Regions from separate parts of the Mus musculus genome. Here region 2 is linked to region 1. The links are chromatin contacts, called in public HiChIP or PLAC-seq maps. All regions are on one chromosome and are shown on one strand. The core of a region is the stretch at or near the end of the contact, and the rest is flanking DNA. Distances in the headings are between cores, read along the strand shown. Region 1 overlaps Gm41262 (a long non-coding RNA gene). Region 2 has its middle 120 kb from the start of Gdnf.

The links. HiChIP or PLAC-seq counts read pairs in DNA pulled down with a chosen protein or histone mark.
Region 2: a contact with region 1 is called in an H3K27ac HiChIP or PLAC-seq map of the NIH/3T3 cell line, with 3 times the contacts expected there. The contact joins two enhancer-like sites. A contact is called at or near these places in 1 of 15 datasets of contacts at CTCF or cohesin (the NIH/3T3 cell line), 4 of 484 Hi-C or Micro-C datasets (cortical neurons, embryonic stem cells and nephron progenitors) and 3 of 115 datasets of contacts at active chromatin or transcription factors (the NIH/3T3 cell line and embryonic stem cells).

What each region holds. Positions count from the first base shown.
Region 1 is chr15:7,458,748-7,462,352 of GRCm38.p6, reverse strand. The region is part of intron 2 of Gm41262 (a long non-coding RNA gene); the gene reads left to right. Among named protein-coding and RNA genes, the nearest start is that of Gm41262, 7.7 kb to the left of the region's middle. Within about 2 kb of position 1,687, at least 16 of the 459 cell types and tissues checked have an H3K27ac peak or open chromatin away from gene starts, as enhancers often do. A contact at or near this core is called in the NIH/3T3 cell line, where this site is marked.
Region 2 is chr15:7,692,441-7,696,045 of GRCm38.p6, reverse strand. No RefSeq gene overlaps it. Among named protein-coding and RNA genes, the nearest start is that of Gdnf, 120 kb to the left of the region's middle. Within about 2 kb of position 1,820, at least 13 of the 459 cell types and tissues checked have an H3K27ac peak or open chromatin away from gene starts, as enhancers often do. A contact at or near this core is called in the NIH/3T3 cell line, where this site is marked.

The DNA.
Region 1 (3,605 bases), core at 438-2,937:
AGCCTGTGAGTCTCTCTGAAGCCCCCCTGTCCCATACAGCCTGCGGAGAGCCAGGTCCAAGTACCAGGCATGACATACACAATCAGTAGCAGACTCCAGCCTTGCCACGGCCTATGCTGAACTCCTAAGCGGAGAACACATCGCCTAGTTACTGAGCCTTGAGGCCAGGAAAATTTGACAGGAAGGGAGTATAGGTGCAAAGATGGAGAGAACTCAAGGTCAAGATGATTATGGTTGGAGCAGGACAGATAGGGCATGACGGAGAAGCGAACTGGAGCAGCGAGGCCTCCATTACAGATCACGGGATGAAGCATGACATGTCGGTGCTTGTTTCTGAACTGGAGTGAGAGAGCCTCCCAGGCAATGGTGGGCCCTGAGACCCCCAAGAGCAGCATCCTTTCACTGACCTTGGTGTCTGTGAAAGCAGTCATCTTTACCCACACATCCATCATCTTGGGGACAAACGTGGTACTACTCATGGCCCACGGCTAGTCAAGTCGGGCTATCGTTTTTAGTGTTGGATTTCGTGCCAGGCTAGGGAGGGGAGGTGGAAAGAACAACACAGTCCTGGGGCTTGAGGTCGAGTCTCAGCCTCTTCACTTTGATTTGGGGACCTTGAACAGTTAAAGCTCTGGGAAGGCCTGTTTCACCATCTGGAACCTGAGATGGTGCGTCCCTGTCCTTGTACCTGCCAGAGTATCAAGTGAGGGGTTGAGAGAAGTGGCAAGGGGCACTGAGTGTGGGAAAGGGCCGCACAGGGGTGAGGCAGTACAGGCCGAGTTATGCTGCAGTAACAACACAGCCCTGATACTCACTCTTAATTCAGTGTTTCTTCCCTATTCTCCCTGTCTAGTACAGGCCAGACTGGGTGGGGAGGGTGGGCATCGCTGAGCTATTTGTAACCACAGAGGAGCACAGAAATGTGGGCAGCCATCAGCTAACGGGTCAGAGGAGGAAAAACAACGTGCAGTGTGCGTTCAGTTGTATCTCACCAGCCAGCCAGAGTTATTTGGAGGTCAGGTAGGCAAGGATGTGCCATGCTACAATGGAAGGTTAGATAAGATGTGGTTCCTGACCATACACAACTTACTGGCGCTTACTTCAGACTCCTAGCCAGGGGTCTCTGCAGCATCGCTCAAAGAAAGATTTCTCTCCTGCTGTGGACCCCACCCACTCCACCTGCTGGGTACCACTCTCTACTACTGCATTCTCGGTTTTGCTCAGAAGCCAGAACATTAACTGCTGCCTCAGCCACTGCCATGCTGGCTATGTGGTAACCAAGATTTCCTGTTCTTTCTCTGTCTTTCACCCAGAGGAGAGGCGCCCAGGATGCCCTCCCCAACTGCAGCTAATTGCATCCTGCTTGAACACAGTTAAGAAGACTAGCCTTCTGCTCACTTGGAGGTCTTCTTGTGCAAGACCCCTGCTGACCCCTCAGTGGTCCAAGCTCAGGTCTCTGACTACTTCAGGGAAGAAATGAACTAACTCAAGACAGCTTCTGCTTCTTCCTCCCTCCCTCCTCAGAGACACTTCCCTGTCCTCCTTCCTCCTGACCACAGCCACCCCCATCTAAGTAGTTTCTGGCCACCTGGCCTGAGACCCATCCAAGCCTTGACTTCTTCCTTCTTGAGTCATGACACTTCCTTCTTGGATACTTTATCTGGGACTCTGAAACATAAACAAAGACTGATGTAATACTGTAGCCACAAGAACACATACCATACATCACTGTATACTGGGCTCTGTTCTGGATGTACAATGAATACTAATTTGTTACACGTTCGCAGTAAGCCCACATATAAAGTGGATGTTATAACTGTCTCCATTTGAGGTTAACTATAAGTGCAGCCAGTCCACAGCTAGAACATAGAAGAATTGAGCTTCCATCTAAGTCACGTGACAGCAGAGCGCAACCTGAGTTATTCCCACTGTGTGGTGACTTATCCAATGTTTGGGAGAAACTGTTAGAGATGCAAGCAAGAGTTTGTTCTCTGAAGCTTATTTCATGGATGGCAGGAAGAGCCTTCCCAGTGTATTAGGAGGCCGTGGCTGCCCTCTGCTGGTTATTCATGAGCATTGCCACTCGGGCACATTGAGCTGAAAGACAATTCAGAGAAACTGACCAGATATCTTACATGCAATTGGCATATTAACTATTTCCTGCCCCACCCCCACCTCCACCCCCAGTTTGGTGCAGTTTACATTTGGTTGCTTCCACCTCACCGCCTGCGGGTGAGATGGGGGGAACAAAAAGCAGACAGCCAGCTCTTCACCTCCAAGAGCAAGCAAAAGCAAACCACAGTTATGCAACTATCAAATAGCAAGTCTATGTGTTTACTGTCACGGGAATTACTGCACAGTGCTCCATGCCCAAGAAATGTCATCCCAAACAGATGCAAAAGCACATTTTGGTCACTTATAGCTAAATTAGTCTAAAATGCTTTCTAAATTAATCTGGGTATGTTCTTCTCCTGATGGACATTGTGTGCAAGGGGGATACTTACAATTCAGCTGTTTTGAATTAGCTATAAATACTATGCCATTTTTCTTCTTTTTCTTTGATGTAGAAAGATGGAGGTAGCTGTCTCTGATTTTAGTTATCACAGAGCTTGTCCTAAGAAATGGGCCTGGAGGAGCCTGGAGTGCTTAGAGTCGTTAGCACTGGAGACAAGTTGGATATTGCTCAGTACCTCTTCCTGTGGAGAAGGACAGGAAGAAAAAAGGACCATACTCCAGATCAAACTCTAGAGGTTGTTCCCACGGGCTTCTCCGGCCAAAGCCTCGGGTGACCCGAGGAGATTTGGGTCCTTGAGTTTGGTGGGCTTTCAACTCCCTGGCAGAGCCACTTGTAGACCCTAGCTTGTCTAGAGCCCTCTTCTGAAGGAGAGGAAGTTGTGTGCCTACAGGACATAAATCACACTGCCGGCACATCATTTACTAACAGAGCATGTGTGTAATGTTTCACACCCTGCCAGCACGTTCTACTTATACAAATGTGGAAAGTATAAGAACTGTTGATGTGAGGACTTAGAAATGCAGACCCACTTCCAGGACTGCCTGACGATCTACCGCTGAGTGTCCAGCTGTCTGACACATCTACGTGTTTCTTGTCACGGAAATCGCTCTGTGACGCTAGAGACACAAGAAATATCATCTCAAACAGATGCAGAAGCACATTTGGGGTCATTTATAACTGAGGGTGAACTGCTTTCTCAATTAATCCAGGCATTCTCACATCCAGCACTAGAGTAACTTTCTCTTCCATGTTTCCTGGTTCTAATGTGTGACTGAAAGCTGTGGTCTTAGCCCCTGGTGAGGACCAAACCAGGAAACACAAGCAAAAGATAAAAGAGCAGAGAGTTCATTGCTTGCACAGGGAAGGCCCCAGGGCTGATTCACGAAGTTAGTGTCTCTGTAAAGGAAAGAGTTGTTTCTTTAAGTTGGTGGAATATGTATTAAATGATATTGACAGTCCACATTGTGTAGCTGTATAATTCATATAGAAAGACCCATCATCACATAGAGGCGGCACACTACTGAGCATGCTCAGTTCATGTTCCTGTAGCACGGGTTTAAAACTTGGCGAGAGAAACTCCTCTTGGCAG
Region 2 (3,605 bases), core at 571-3,070, 230 kb before region 1:
TCCTACTTCTTAATTTAAACTAAAATAATTATCAGCTTTAATTGTATCTTCAAGCTGTAATTTCTCCTTGTTACACAATGTAATAAAGTCAAAGCTCCCACGGGTGAGGAGGGAGACACCTTGGGGGTGGTTCAGTTTTGATCTTTCTACGACAGCAGATCATAGATACAGTTGCTATATCTCAATTCCTTGTATCAAGAACCTCCGCTTCCATGATCTTAAAGACAGCACAAAGGGTTATTGGGAGAATTGTTGGTCAGTTCATGTGGACAGGAGTTCACAGGTCTTAAGAGGACAATTGGAAACTTGTATGGTTTTAGCATTAGTCAAGCTATCATGTAAAGAGCTGGGCGTGGTGGCACATGCCTTTAATCCCAGCACTCGGGAGGCAGAGGCAGGTAGATTTCTGAGTTTGAGACCAGCCTGGTCTACAAAGTGAGTTCTAGGACAGCCAGGGCTACACAGAGACACCCTGTCTCGAAAAAACAAACAAACAAACAAACAAACAAACAAACAAACCAAACAAACAAAAAACCCCAAAACACTATCATGTAAAATGTGACCCTATAAATTGTTAATTGTAAGATGCCAGTGGATATCTGAACTGAAGGCTCTGAGAGTCTACCACATCGGTGACTCGGCCTCTGCGCCTAATGACTTGCCCTCCGGGTAAGAGTACCGTCCATGTCCTTTCGATCCTCACACTTGCTTGGATCTCTGTCCTTTAAAGACTCAGGCTGCTTCTGCCATGAAGCCATCTTCAGTTGTTTTTGCTGAAAGTCATAGCTTTTGCTAGTTTAGTGAATAGCCTCTGATATTATCTTTTTTCCAACAGAGTTCAGGTGAAGAGGGCAGGCCTCTGGGAGATCCTAGATCCATGCCAGCCCTCACCTTGCCCATCTGTGCCAAAAGAGAGTTCTCTCTCATGGATCTCCTAGCCACAAAGCATTTAGTTTTTATTCTTTATGTTTTTTTCTTATACTTGTAAGTGTAAATGTAAATGGAATTCTTTGCTTGGAAATTGAACTCATCAGCTATAAATGCTATCCTTTGGGCTGGAGAGATGGCTCAGAAGTTAAGAGCACTGACTGTTCTTCCAGAGGTCCTGAGTTCAATTCCCACATGGTGGCTCACAACCATTTGTAATGGGAACTGATGTCTTCTTCTGGTGTGTCTGAAGACAACTACAGTGTACTCATATACATAAAATTATATCTATATGTCTATATATTTATTATACCTATCTATCTATCTATCTATCTATCTATCTATCTATCTATCTATCTATCTATCTATCTATCTATTGTTCTTCTAGTTATGATGTATAGCTAAGGCAGGCTGCTGCCACTCACAGCTCCATCCCTGAAGTCGGGCTGGGAGTAAAGATATATACCACCATGCCCTGTCTAAGATGTTTATTTATGTATACGTGTATGTGTCTGTTAGGTTGTGTGCAGATGTATGTGGGGATGAAAAGGTGTTGGATCTCCCTGGATTTAGAGTGAAAGGCTTCTGTGAGCCAAGCTACCTGACATAAGTGCTGGGAATTGAACTCGGATCTTCTAGAAGGTCAGCAAGTGCTCCTAACCACTGCACTATCTCTCTCGCCCACCTAGGGAGAAGGTTTTAAATTCAGACACACATGAACAGCCGTGCCTTTTCTAAAGTCTGCAAGACCTATTTGTCATGACACAGGCGGTTGCTAGTCTTTCTTTCATTCTGAAAACAAGTCTCGATCATTTGGCTAGTTTTCATATGGGTGAAAAGTTATGTAATGAGACTAGTGCCATGGGCTAAGAGATGCATGGGAGGGGCAGAGACCAGTAAAAAGTTATAGCCTAAGGGTATCGACTTCGTGAAGCAGATGTATGACTAGATGGTGAGTCAGCATCTCTCTTTTTTTTTTTAAAGCAAGACTTTATTATATTAATGAATGGGTAGAATGGAAAAGCTATGTTGAACATAGACTTCAATTTCAGATCTAAGGCCTCCTTCTGCACTTTCCCATAATTCCTCTTCCCTTTGTCCTCCCCACCTCCCAATCCCTGAGCTCCCTGCACTCTGACGGGGATGGTGCTCATCTGCTTCGGAGCATACCTGTTGGATCATTTCCCCTGGGTGCTCCTGAGCCTGTGCCCAGCCCAGCAGGTGTGCCCCTGAAGCACAGAAAGGGAATTCCTCCATGCTACAAAGGAAGTGTGATTGTCAGGTAAGTGAGTGCCAGGAAGCGCCTCCCTTGACTAATGTGTGTCTGGACTCTGGGAAATATTCTGGGATGTAAGGAAACCTCATTCCACTTTTAATTCAGGGACTGAAAAATTCTCTGCTGTCAATCAATTCTGTGATAAAGGATACATCTTTTTTCATGGTCCATGAACATGGCGAAGCAAGGTTAAATTATTCAAACTATAACAAACCAGTAACTTTTAGTATACTTCACCATGTTTTAAAGCACAATTTGACATGAAGTTACCTTGTTAAAACTACCTCCTAAGCTTGTAAATACCCTCCTGATAGATTTTTCAATAGTTACAGGTTACAAAATCAAGGTTATTTCCAGAATGAGAGAGCCAGTTCCAAGATCAAGGGATGTAATAGTCTAGATGTGTTCACTCTGATGCGAAGATACATGATGAGAGGGAGGACAATAATTCCCATTGTTTGGGTGTTATTTGTTCATATTGTCAAATTTAATCCTCATGGCAGCCCAGTGAGGTAGGAGCTATAGTAATCATCTTACTCATGGGGACAGAGGGATGAGAAGGATTAACAAACTTGCCCAAGGTGACTGACAGTGACTTTCAGGATTGGAATTTAAGCCAGTTATTATGAATCCAGAAAATGTGCTTTACTTAGTGTCTCCTCATACTGCTAGTAATAGTCAAGTCCTGTCCTGCCCTTTTCTTCCCCTCCTCTTCCTTGTTACGTTCCCCCCCCTTCTTCCTTTCTTCTATAGATTGATTCTTTTCCATTTCTGCTCCTTCTTTACATAGCAGTCCCAAAATGGCATAAGTACTTCCTATGTTCTAGGGAGGACATCAATAGGTAAGGACTCAAAGGTGAACAGACCGGGTCCTGTCTGCATGAGAATTGCAGATTTCTTTGCTTCTTGCTCCATTCTCTCCGACTTGCTCTTCTTCCATATTCTTCCTCCCCCTCCTCCCTTTCCTCCTCCACTTCTTTCTGGTCCCTTCCTCTTCCTTCTTTTCCTCTGTGGATCCCCTTCATGAAAGATGTCATCACTGTCACAAATAGCTGATAACTTGGGGCTACTCTACCAGTATTTCCCTATGAGTCACACAACTGCTAACAGAAGGAAAGGCCAGAACAGAAGTGTCCCTTTGTCAGGGTGAGGAGAGGATTCCAACAGGGCAAAGGCAGACCTGACAGTAAACGGTGCTAGAAAATAACAAGATCTCACATTGTCAAGGAGAGTCTCTCAGAGCTGAAGAAAGTGGAAATTGCATGAGATTCATCACCATTTTGGAGGTGATAAAGATTTGCTTGTCTGAGTCTTCAGGGGACTCACAAAGTAAAGGAGGTGGTTGGGCCCACATTTTTCATGTGACTCTGTTAAAATAATCAAAGGGATTGAAGTGAAGGAA